Regions from separate parts of the Mus musculus genome. Here region 2 is linked to region 1. The links are chromatin contacts, called in public promoter capture Hi-C maps. All regions are on one chromosome and are shown on one strand. The core of a region is the stretch at or near the end of the contact, and the rest is flanking DNA. Distances in the headings are between cores, read along the strand shown. Region 1 overlaps Mef2c (myocyte enhancer factor 2C). Region 2 holds the start of Lysmd3 (LysM, putative peptidoglycan-binding, domain containing 3).

Evidence for each region. Promoter capture Hi-C pulls out the DNA fragments that hold promoters and counts their contacts.
Region 2: a contact with region 1 is called in a promoter capture Hi-C map of pre-B cells, with 4 times the contacts expected there. The contact joins the promoter of Lysmd3 here to the enhancer-like site in region 1. A contact is called at or near these places in 4 of 39 promoter capture datasets (cranial neural crest, hippocampal neurons, maxillary cranial neural crest and 1 more), 1 of 484 Hi-C or Micro-C datasets (B cells) and 1 of 115 datasets of contacts at active chromatin or transcription factors (astrocytes).

What each region holds. Positions count from the first base shown.
Region 1 is chr13:83,604,867-83,611,677 of GRCm38.p6, reverse strand. All of the region lies in intron 3 of Mef2c (myocyte enhancer factor 2C), which reads right to left. Gm52043 (a long non-coding RNA gene) reads left to right here. Exons shown (of 3, transcript XR_003950628.1): 1 at 1-6,811. Among named protein-coding and RNA genes, the nearest start is that of Gm52043, 17 kb to the left of the region's middle. Within about 2 kb of position 2,352, at least 111 of the 459 cell types and tissues checked have an H3K27ac peak or open chromatin away from gene starts, as enhancers often do. A contact at or near this core is called in B cells and pre-B cells, where this site is marked.
Region 2 is chr13:81,654,133-81,660,158 of GRCm38.p6, reverse strand. It overlaps Lysmd3 (LysM, putative peptidoglycan-binding, domain containing 3), which reads right to left and starts at 2,353. Exons shown (of 3, transcript NM_030257.1): 1 at 2,223-2,353.

The DNA of each region.
Region 1 (6,811 bases), core at 1,103-3,602:
GTGCAGATTACAAAGAACATGATGATAGACACAGAGGCAGACAGACAGACTTTGGGTGGGAGAGAAGGAAAGCATGAATGACAATGTTGTAGTGTTGTCAAAAACAGGCAAGGCCAAGATAACGAGGCCACAAAGCACTGTTACATGTGTCAGTCAGCTTCTTGTCCTGTTAGCTTTGTACTTTAAGATCTAACATACAGCTTTATCACAAGCCACTGTGACCTTCACTATGGGCAGTGGCTCAGTCTGATCTCTAACTCACAGCAACTAAGCGGAGGCTGTCAGCCATAGCCTACTCTGTCCTCTGGCCCAAGATGGCCTTCTCTGAGGAGTTTCCAGGCATTAGGTTTCTCATTCTTATCGGCTTCAGTTGCTTGTTTTCATCACAATAGCTTCAGTTGTCCATGGAAATGTTCGGCAACCTGACTTTTAAGCTTGACATTTCAATTTTTATAGCTTATGAAATCTTAGTGATTTTTATTAGTCTATTGGTGAAATCTACAAATGTTTATTTGCACAATCATTTCTTCCATAGACTTTACCAGATAATCATGAAAATATTTTTTCTTCTGTTCACAAAGAGGAAACTAAATCAATCTTTCTTTACTATCAAAAAATTAATCTTAATATTTTAATTGAATGTATTTCTCAGCAATAAAACCTACCATTTGTGGAGCAATTATCTTTGTCAAGAGTTTATCCATGCATACTTGCATCCTTGCATGGATACACACACACACACACACACACACACACACACACACACACACACACACACTATATAGTAGTGTCATAGTAGATACGTGGAGATCTACTATGATTGCCATTCCATGGATGCCAATGGTTTAGGAAAAAAAATCCCAAGATAGTTACTATAGAAGCAAGCTTATGTACTGTGTGTGAACTACACTGCTTACTTCCAAGGATTTAGTAAGGTATTTGTCTTAGAACTGTGCTGCTGCCAGATTGTCTCTTAATAAAGATTTCCTAGGGACAGGGAACACAGCTCATAGGTAGAGTGTATCCCTAGTATATGCAAGAACCTACCTGGGTTGAGTCTTTCAACAAGCACACAAAAACATGAAAATCATATCTATGTAACTTTTGACCAGTTTGCCTGATAATTTTTTTCCACCAAGGGCAATATCTATAATAAAATGTATGTTCTAACATGTAATCTTATCTATACTATTTCCTCATTGATACTCCAGTGACCACTGGATAGAGAGGACAGCCCCTTCTCTGGCAGCTAGGTAGTATCTCTCTGGCTGAAAGGAAGGGACAGAAAGATCGTATTTCTTTTAGCTCCTGAGGCTGAGAGGGAGTGTGGTCTAAGACACGTAGGCTGACTTGGGGGCATCCACGTGCAGAGCTATTGCGATTAGTAAGATGCTCCTCGTAAGAATCCCAATTCTCAGTTACTGAGAAAAACACGTTTTAATTATTTATTTTGTGAGAATCTACACTTTTGAGATTAAGCCAACTGCTCAGTTCTTTGTTTCTGATCGCCTGGACAGGTGAGGGGTGGGAAGACGTGGGTGTGGAAGAGAAAGTATATACTTTTTTTTTTTGAAAGTATATACTTTTATGAACAAACGAATAATGGACTCTGCACAGTGCTGTGGGTCTTGCGGAAAACTTGCATGCATCTTAAGGATTCCTTTCCTATCCACAGCTACGTGAGCTGCTTCTTTCCCCCATTTTAACACAGACACAAGGAATGCTGTTTTAATTTATAGGCCGGGTGATAGGAAATGTAAAGGAATCCAGTGTAAGACTTCTCAATTTTCTTTAACAGCTATGAGGAAGACAGGGGGAAAAAATAAAATCTTAAGTGAAAATTTCCCAAAGTTGCAAGGAAAAGGGGACTATTTCAGAAGAGCTTCAAGAACCACAGACTTGGGCTTTCACATCTTGTCAGAAAATCTGCACTGTTGGTAAAACCTGGGGACCTGACTCAGCAGAGAAATGCCACCCACAGTCTCCGACTGTCTCTGCAGTTGTGAACTCTCTGTTTTCTCTGGAGGCTTACCACAGCACACTCAATACCCATGTCTCTCAGATGGAAAACTGGATGTTGTGGAAACGGAAATAAAATCATGTTGTATAATATTTAAAGGCATTTCTCGTAGCCATGCTTGGAGTTCTGCATGGACTTTAACATCAGTTCTCTGTTGGACAAATAACACTAACTAACCACTTAACAGTTTCACAATGCTCAAACTTGCCGTCACCATGGCTTTGAATAACATCTCGCTTCTTTTTAAAGATCACAGTTGAAAGATGAGAGGAAACAGCACCATTAAAAGAGGAAGTAAAATTGCAGTTCAAAGCCTGTTTCCATGAGGTAATGTGCATTATTGACCAATCATCAAAGAGGCCCCATCTATACTGAAATGAAGCATGAGGTGACAGCAGGTGGCAGGGGGCAGTCAGAAACCTCTTACCAGCCCTTGTGCATTAGTTATTGCTGAGGCCAAAGGGTTAGAGAAAGATCAATGAAGGTTTGTTGATCTGACACAGGAACCTGTGCTTAGGGAAATGGAAGCTGTGCATCTGAGTTCATCTGCTGGGACTGCAGGTTTCATCCCTTTATGAAAGCCACAGCAGCGGATAGTGGCAGCAGCAAGCCACCCCTTTCCCCTCACCTCCCTCTCCCCCCTCTCTCCTTAGATCTCTGTCTCTTGTGCATGTGTGGATCTCTAGCAGGAAGTTAAAACTTTTGAAATAATTTTCTGAATTATTTCTGTGTAGATGTATTTCCACACAGCTATTATTGCCTTTTTTTCCCCTCTAAAAGGAAACACTTCAATTTAGAAATTAGAACCCCAGGAAAGTCAGGTTTTCTTTCCCCCACATTAGTTTGCTTGCAAACTGAATGGTGGATTCTAATGACACACAGATTTCGCCCTCTAATCAGAACCTACCAATTTATTATCATACAATTTATTACTATTTTCTCTAATATAAGTAGAATTTCTCCTATTCACAGAAACTCGCTTATGGAAGGTGTTGAACTGTTTTTCTGGATTTTGATGACTTGTTTTCTGGTTGCTAACAACTAGTGCCTTGGTCTGGGAGCCAGTGGTCAAATGTAGACTTCAGAACGACTTGTTTGCTGCACCTCCAATCAGAGAAAGTTTCCTTCCCCATCACGGTTCATCCACACTGTCCTTACAGAGCAAACTAGGTGTGGCTCAGAGTAAACATCAGTGGTTTAGAAATGCTATTTCCCCCAGTGGCAATATACATTGTGGGTGTGTGACTGGAATATTTAAAACACCTGCTGTCCTGGAACTGAGCCAAATGTATAATACATTAGCAAATGCTTGGCTCCCTTCCAGCAGCATGGATCATACTGCCATCAAAATACTGAGGGAGTTGGCACAGAGACACTTAAAAGTTTCACTAGAAGCAATTTAGGACACGCATGTGTTTTTATCGTTAACAGGATCACCACACTAAACACCTCTGACTGGTTAGTATTATAATGAAATTAATTATTTTGAGTCAGAAAGGAAGCAGCAGCAGAGGAGAAGAACTCTTTGTTAGATTTCTGATTACCTTCTCAGGCTTTTAAAGTTCAGTGTCTTCACACTCCACCCCTCTCACACACAAGGCTTTTTCTCAGAGGCACACAGTTAAGAAGGCAAACTACACATTGAATTATAACCCTAACAAAGTTTGCTAATAGAAACTGGGATAGGTACCCTGTTAGATGGAGTCCTTATTTCTTTTCAACATTATTTTTGATGTTTCTTAATAGGATTAGTTTTCCATTTGTGCATATTTTCTCAGTATAAAAAAATCAGTAGACTGTCAGAAGAACTTCATTAAATACCATTTATCCCTCTATCATGTAAAGTACTTCACAAAATGACTTCACTCCTTATGCTGAGTACTCATTTCTCTCAGGTCCTTAAACACAGTAGGGCAGGCACACTCTGACCCTTAGCTTATAAAACGATTTTTAAGTTGTAAAAACAAAATTTACTGCAGAGTTCAGTACTTATAAGGGGTGTGGGGGTTATGTGTGAGTGTGTGTGTGTGTGTGTTCAATGTTTTAAAACTTGCCTAACAGGGAGCAGCAAGAAAAGAAATGGTGTGGCATGCCTGAAGATCACACACCCTACTTGTGCTAATGGCCATGTATATTACTTGTTGATGTTCACAGTAAGACCAAACACGAGGTTACAATTTAAAAAGCTGAATTTTAGTGGAGTTTTGAAACATGCCCAAGGTTGCAGTTTATACAAGTATGGAAACGTGGTTTGTGAGTCTCCAGGTTGTACCTGCCTCTTGTACCACGTTAGCCAGTGCAGTAGTGAGAAAGCTGGGCTTTCAGGCGTCCAACTTTCTATAGTATATAGAAAGCTTAAGGGTCTACATTTTTGATACTTTATGTGTACAGAGGCCTGTTCTGTTTGTATAGTTATTAAAATTGCATATTCTTAGGAAACTTCAAGTTCTTCAATTTTATGTACAGATTCTTATATTGCTTTAAATATGTGACCTCAGTTTCTATAAATTTTTAGTATACTGTATATAATAAATATTACCCAGAGAATTGCGTGTGCATACAATAGGTATAAATTGAAATCACATGCATTTAAAAATGACTTACATACAATCACAGATATTTACACGGTCACTGAAACAGCTTGCAATGCACAAACATGCACTCTCACACACACACACAAGAAAAGCTTTTGGGTTTTCTAAAAACATACACGTACACTATTTGTACAAATTAAAATAGGTTAGCACTTTAAAATTTTCTACTCTTTATATTTTGAGATAGCTAATTTTACTCAAAACTTTCCCAGGTTTTCTTTCCTGCTATTCTCCAGCTTGAGTCCATCGTTTCTTTTTCATCGCATATGTTATGTGATGTTTTTATCACATATAATTCCACACTGAGCAGTTAGTGTTTCTTGGGTCTGGCTCTTCTCTCTTAACTACCTCCCTGCCCTTTTCCTACCCCTCCCTGTATGTTCATGTAGTGTCATTATTAACATGCTGGTAGTTTTTAGCTTTGCCCCCTTCTCATGTCGCTCTGAATCAGCTCATCTTTTGAACGATCTCCCTTACAGCCTTTGAAGCTCCTTTCAGAATTTTACTGTTTTGAACCTACAATAATAATACATAATACTTTTAGGGTTGAATATTCTGCTTCCTACTAGTATTAGTCTGTCCCATATACCACCATCATTATGATCTTCATTATAAATTTTACTATGGGCCAGACATCTGTTCCAAGTCTTCAAAATGTTCTTACTTGTCACAGCAGTTATATACTCGTTATTATTACTAATCCTGTTTGCAAAGTTGACCTTGAGACACAGAACCTAAACAATCTCAGGGACAAAGTGTCAGTCATACAGCAGAGAGAAGCAGACAACTCAGGTACTTTCAGAGCTGCTGCTCTCTGACATACGCTATGCTGCCCTCGTTAGACACCCCACACACCGTCTCTCTAAACTGTCTAAACTAGTTGGTTCACACGTGCATTTTCTATATTAGCTAGATGGTTGGAAGAATCAGCGATCATGTTGTATACACCTTTCTCTCTCTCTTTCCTAGTGTTGCTGAGTTCTGTACGTAGTTGTAATTTAATAATTATTGCTTGAATAAAAAAGATCTACAGTCAAAAATAAAAATTTAAACATAAAGACCAAAAGGTCACTTTTATATTTGATAATAAAATGTAACTACCATCCTGATTGAATCAGTAATCCACAAAATATATCCAATTTAATGCTATTATCCTCAATCAAAATGGCCTTATTGCTTTCTTTACTACTGTAGTTAACAGTACTTTATTGTCATTAGAAGCATCTGATATGCACATACACACAAAAGTGGAATTTATCTTGTCTAAACCAACTTGCTTGTTTTATTTTGACTTCTATTATAGATAAATAGTCCTGAAGTTGTTTCAAGTCCCTACAGATTAGGAGGTAGTCAAATCGATAGCAACTACATAATACATAAAGGATGGATGCAAATTTTATAGCGAAGAAATTAATTATTAATTTGTATCTGTTTACTGTAACAAAAATTTGTTGTCAGCTCTTTCTGGTTTAACAATGCTTGAGTTAAGGTTGATAAATTATATATGAAAATATGACTGTTTAAGGGCAAAATGACTCTAACATAATTATACTTTGAGATGTTTATGAATGTCATATAACCTATTGTATGTAGAAACTCAGAAACAGTTCTTTCTGTATGCTAGCATAGTGAATATATGCTATCTAACAATATTAAATTTTTTATGTCAACAATTAAAAAGACAATATTTTGCATTGCAAAGACTGTTTTATAGTGAAAAAGATACTATAATATCGAAGATAACCATTGCCAAAGTTGAGTGAATAATGACAATTTTGTTTTAAAGTATACACGTCAACAGCTTTGTCCCTAGAACACAGCTCTGAGTGGCTCACTATCTAGGTTGGAAATGGTTATGCAGGATTGTGTGTCCTATTTTTCCATGCCTGCAGTAAAGATACAATATGGGAATTCAGCTTGGTAATTACTAATACACCACACAGACACAATTACACCCTGTGTGCTGCATAAAGGAATCACTTGTGGTCTGCATCCATTACAAAGAGCGGTAGGGGGCCAACAGGGAAACCGACAAAATGCTTTACAAGACGGAAGGAGACCAGAAGAGTCAATGTACACAGATACAAGGACCTTGATTCTTCTAGCAATGATTTAAGTCTCTTTCCATCCATTAGTTTCCTTTGTCTCAGGAGTCCTTAGCTGCATTACAGGAACTGAAAATAACAATGCTCAGACC
Region 2 (6,026 bases), core at 1,104-3,603, 2.0 Mb after region 1:
GGGAACTGAGATAACATTTTCTTAATCAATGACAGATATGGAAGAGCCCTCTGTGATGCCACCTCTGGGCTGATGGTCCTGGGTTGTATAAGAAAGCAGGCTGAGCAAGCTATGGAAAGCAAGCCACTAAGCAGCATCCTCCACCACGGTCTCTCAGTGCCTGCCTTGGCTTCCCTCAAGGATGGATGGAGATGTATAAGCCGAAGAAACCCACTGTGGTAGTTTGTATATGCTTGGCCCAGGGAGTAGCACTATTAGAATGTGTGGCCCTGTTGGAGTAGGTGTGTCACTGTGCGCATGGGCTTTAAGAGTCTTATCCTAGCTGCATGGAAGCCAGTATTCTGCTAGCAGCCTTCAGATGAAGATGTAGAACTCTCAGCTCCTCCTGCACCATGCCTGCCTGGATGCTGCCATTTTCCTGCCTTGACTTACTGGACTGAACCTCTGAACCTGTAAGCCAGGCCCAATTAAATGTCCTTATAAGAGTTGCTTTTGGTTATGGTTTTTATCACAGCAACAGAAAGCAAACTAGGTCAATCATAATAAATTCCTCAAAGACAGCAGAACAAATGTTAAACACACAAGTGTGTTTATCTCAGTGAAGATAACATCTTCCAGCAAACTTGGAAAAGCAGTGCGGGGGGTGGGGAGGGGGAGGAGAGAAACCATCAAAAAATTATGCATGGATCCTGGAATGCAAAATGGGTTTAGAAGGATGGATGAAAAGAAACGAAAACTAAAATAAAAAACAAACAGACAAGGGAGGGTGGCAGGAGACAACTAAAACTCAGACAACAAAAAGATGATATTCTCTATGTAAAAACATACCTATTTCATTTCATAAAATCCAGCCCTTAAAATCCAGTTTCTGACCTTGCTTTACAGGGACACTGTATATCTTTAAAAGTTGAAAAGTCTCTATTTAGATAATTTATTAACAGCTATATTAGTAGCTTGCTTCAGCTGCTCCCACAGGGGCTAAACTATTGCCAAAAACCACTCCAAATTTGACAGATCCAAGCTAAATGAGAGCCACGTTTCACATCTCAGTTTAAAGTAAGGAGCACACCTGTTTCTACAAGGACGCTTGCACTCCCTTATCTAGGTCTTTTCTAAAAACAAAATAAAAAGCCCACATCTTAGATGTAGAGGATGTCTGTCAGTTTTGTGGAACCAGTAGCAAGTTGCATACATACATACATGTACTACCTCAGGAAGTATCTGTTTCAGATCCTCAAAAGCATCCATCAAAAGCAGAAAAGATTAGATCTAAAGCAATGCATATGGGTGGTTACGTTGCCTTAGGTATGCTATCCCTCTAAAGCGCTCTCCCTCCCATTCTTAGTACAGCTCTCTGAAATTACTGACTAATACCCAGAAGCCATTTGAAACAATGTGTTCTTCTATCAGTCTTTCCCTCACCATGTCTTAATCAGGAATCAAAAGACTCCCGTCTTCGCGCATCTGTCTCTATTCCTCTAAAATGACAGGAAAGCAAAATAAACAATCTGGACACTACGGTCTGACTGTTCATCTGTAATCCAAGTGCCAAGCTGCACTTTGGCCCAGTAAGGTAATGACATGTCAATCTACTAAAGATTAGAAAGTACACGGAATCAAAGCCATCAGCCTCAATTCTCTTTACCTCTCTGAATTATCTATGGAATCTATGGCTTCAGAAAACTAGAACATGTTGCATACTGCACTGCTGACAAACGTCCTGAAAGTGATCATCAATGGGTATCGTGAGCATGTTTTCATCCACCCGGTCTAGACCGGAAAGCGACCTCTCAAATCCCTAGGTACTACATATTAATTGCTGCATATTAATATTTGGTCTTGACCTTCGGCAGGGAGCAAGAGAAGACTCACAGGGCACAAGCCAGTTCAGCACTTAGGACAGAATCACCCCGATCCTATTCTCCAGGGCCAATTTTAAACCTAAGCAACAACTGCAAACTTCCTCCCTCTTCCATTCCACTCGCTTTTATTTTTATTTTTCCCTTTCCTCCGGACGTCCCCCGCAAAGATTACATCTCTGATTTCTAAGTCGCCGCGTCAGACTGGGACGCTTCGGAGCAGATGCTAAGGGGACAGGCAGAATGGCCCGGAAAGGGCTGCCCAAAACCGGGAGGTAAGAGTCCTTCCCGAACCGGGGACAGCGCCCCACGGTGACCCCCCGATCGACGTCCTGCCCCGCCCCGCCCCACAGCCACCGTCACCTGTCCTCTAGCAGGGGCGCGGCGACACGGTTATGTCCTCCACCACAGCCGCGGCCCCGGAGACGTTCATGACCGACTCTAGGTTCTCCGGTGTCTGGGTCCGCTTCTGCCACCGTCGCCGCCGTCGCCGCCGTCCCCGCCTTCCGCACCGACAGCCGCCGCCACGTCCGCAAACCTGCGGTGCGTCATCGCGTAGAGTAGGCGGAGGTGCGAGGGCGCGGGCGGAGGCGGGGAACCCAGAACCCCGCGGCCAACCGCAGGCCCACGCCAGCACGCAGGCGCGCCGATGCGGCCGGGGCGGGGCCTGATTTCAGCCCCGCCTCTAGCCCCGCCCGTCCGGGGGCCGCCGGGCCGTGTTGGACTCCTGCAGTCTGTGAATCTAAACCCAACGGGTCCTCCTGGCTAAGAAACGTACTGAGCGGAGGGCATGCTTGAGGAAGAGCCAATGGAGAGCCGCTGTGCATTTCTTAATGCTCTGTATCTGGCACTTTCTTCTCGGTGGGGCAGAAGAAAGCAAAAACACTGGGCCGTGCTTTACCATATCGAACGAGCCCTAGAGCAGCAAACAAGACAGGCAGAGTGCCTTGGGTCTGTAGGTCAGCAGAGTGAGCCACCTAGCCAAGCTAAGCTCACAGTGCCCTGGAGCTGCACTTTGATGGGACAAAGTTGTCAACAACTTGTAACTAACCTACTTGGATTTGAAAATTAACAGGACGCCATTGGTGTTGCACTATCTATGGCAGTGAAATAAATACCTCTCTTCTGACTTTTTTTTTTTTTTTTTTTTTTTTTTTTAGAAATTTGCCGAAGTGGTAAATACAGTGTTTGTATTTATGCGAATGATGTATGACATTTTAAAGGTGCACCTGGTGTTTTGTGCTGACGACCGACAATGCACTTGACTAAATGCTTACCCATTTAGGTCAACATTGCCTAAAGACGTACCACACTTTTCTTTACAGTCCGAATACTTAGTAATTATAAAGCCTTTGGAACGCTGTTCCAATTTCCAAAGGGTTTTTTGTTTGATTGTTTGTTTGTTTGTTTGTTTGTTCTGTTGGTTCCTTGGTCGGTTGGTTTTCTGAGAAGTGCCTCTGCAAGGACTGGGATTTTACTTACATTGCAATAAGCGCCTTTTACTTGAAAGGACAAGGCACTGTGCTGAACAATGCTACAAAGAACTCCAGGCAAAGACAACCGGGGAAAAAAAAGTTTGCCCAAGTTATTCTTTGAGCTCTTGCCCCTGTGACACCGCTGTCTGTAACCATTTATCACGGAGACATTTTCTCATCAGGAGACAAAGGATATATTCCGTTCTTGATGTGTAGGGCCTCGGCTGTTCAGGCCTCATGAATGTTAATGGAATGCAACCGTCTTTTTGCAAGTAGGTTACTTTTCTTATTTTAATGTCAATAGGCCATGGAATCCTTGGGAGAGTCTGAGGGAGAACGAATTCCAAGCATTTCTTCAGGACTACTACCTGTTTGCTTTGAAGAAACATCCTACACGAGATCTGCAAAGCTTTTGAATGATTGTTTGTATCTAACTAAAATCGAGTATTTGTTTACCAAAAGGGCACACTATGTGTATATTTTATTATTAGACTATACAAAAGAAGCAGTTAGCCACGAATGTTGGCTGAGTTCCAGAAAGTTGGCCGGTAAGAACAAGTATTTGTCTTTGGAAAAGAGGGTGTTCTCAGCAATCCGAAGGCCAAAAGTAGTAGGTTTTTTTTCAGATCTCATCTGCTATGTTGTCCGTTAAAATTGTTCAGTTGAGAAGTACATGATTCTAGGAATTTGTAGTTTTATAGCTAACATTTAGACTGAGACAGAGTAAATGCAGTGTTGTAGAGAGTAAATTGATACCACTTGTGAGGAGCACTGTTTGCTAAAATGCATTAAAATTAAAAATAAAGTTAACTAGGGTTTAACTTTGCTTAGTACCTGCCTTAAATTCACTGACACATAACACTTGAATCAGATTTAACAAATAAGTTTAGGAATGTTTATCAGATTAATGTCAAAAGGAAAAACAATCAGAGTGCTCCTCAAAGGAATAGCAGGATCCTTTGACTTCCTTAAAACAATATAGTACTTGATCAAAAGATTTAGATTCCTCTTTCTTTACAGATTTATTAATAAATTTGTCTCCGAAAAGGAATATGTACGAGAAATATATTCCAGCCATTGCAGATTTAGTTCTTTTTTAAAAAACAAAATCCTGGGCATAAGAACATGTGCTTGGAGCAGAAAACCTAAATAAAAATCCAGACATGGCTGCATGTGTGCCTGTAACCTTCTGGGTTCTGGGGTCCAGGAGAGTGAATTCAGAAGGACCACTGGGACTTGCTGGCCACCAGTGGAGCTTCACAGTCCGTAGACAATTCTGTCTGAGAGGACTTAAGCAGCAGGACAACGGGACACCTGTCTTAGTTAAGGTATCCATTGCTGTGACAAAATTCCATGACCAAAAAGCAAGAAGAGGAGGAAATGGTTTCACTTCCAAATTGCTGTTAATCATGGAAGGAAGTCAGGACAGGAACTGAAACAAGGCAGAAACCCAGAGGCAAGAGCCGATGCAGAGGTTATGGAGGGATGCTGCTTACTGGCTTGCTCGCCATGGCTTGCTCAGTCTGCTTTCTTATAGAATCCAGGACCACCACAATGGGCTGGGTCCTTCCTCATCAATCACTAATTTAAACAAGTACCTTAGAGGCCTGCCTACAACCCTGTTCTCTGGACCCATTTTCTTACTTGAGTTCCTTCTTCTCAGATGAATTTAGGTTGGGGGGGCATTTACGACTATATACATGTAAAAAGATTTCCAAAATGCATTTTAAAGATTAAAAAAATACAGTTACATAAGAGATACACTGTGTTTTCCTTTGGGATAAAACTTAAATGTACATGCCCCACTTTATTATCAATAAAATATTAAAAAATCATACATTGTATTTTGTAATAACTAGACATATTTCCCCAGAGCTAACTGTGCATATCTGAATCATCCTCAAGTTGTTTGGAACTTTGTATCCAAGTGATGCATATCTGAAAAAAAATTCAATTCCCTCAGAAATTAATGCCATTGTCAAAGCCTTAATGATTTTTACATTTCTTCCTAGTCCCCTGTGGCTGACTTCTTTCAGCCCTGCATTGCCACTCTTTGCTACTTTCTATACCTTTTTAGAAGCAAATCTGGAAAATACTGTTATACATTAAAGAAATGATGAAACTAATTTCAAATTGGATTAGGGAGTGAAATTTAAAAAGCCTTCAGTTGTAATTTATATATAGAAAATATTACCGCTTCTCTTCTTGAGACCTTTGCTGGTAGAAAATAAGCCACTGCTTGCTTTAGATGTTATGCTGTTGTGGTAGATAGACTTGCCTCTCACCCTATAGTTTTAAACATGGTGATTATAGTAATCACAGTTTTGTTATACATATAGATGAAAGAAGAGCCAAATATATCGTGGGGATATAGAGATGCTTATAAACACTTGTAAGTCATTTAGGGAGATTAAATATGACTCAAAAATAACCCGCTCCAATGTCTCGAGCTATCTAGATTTTATTAGATAAAAACTAGTCTTGCAAATACTATTTTAAGGTAGGCAGTAGAGATAGATAGGAAGTTATATGCTTATAATTAAGTAGGTCACCTATTAAAATACTTTTTTTTTTCTAATGGTCTTTATAAGAACTATGTTCACACAGGTAAATCATAAATTAATTCTCCAAGATTCTATAGCATACTTGACTGTGGACCTACTCTTCCCAGTGCTTAGCTAAGATGGTTAGA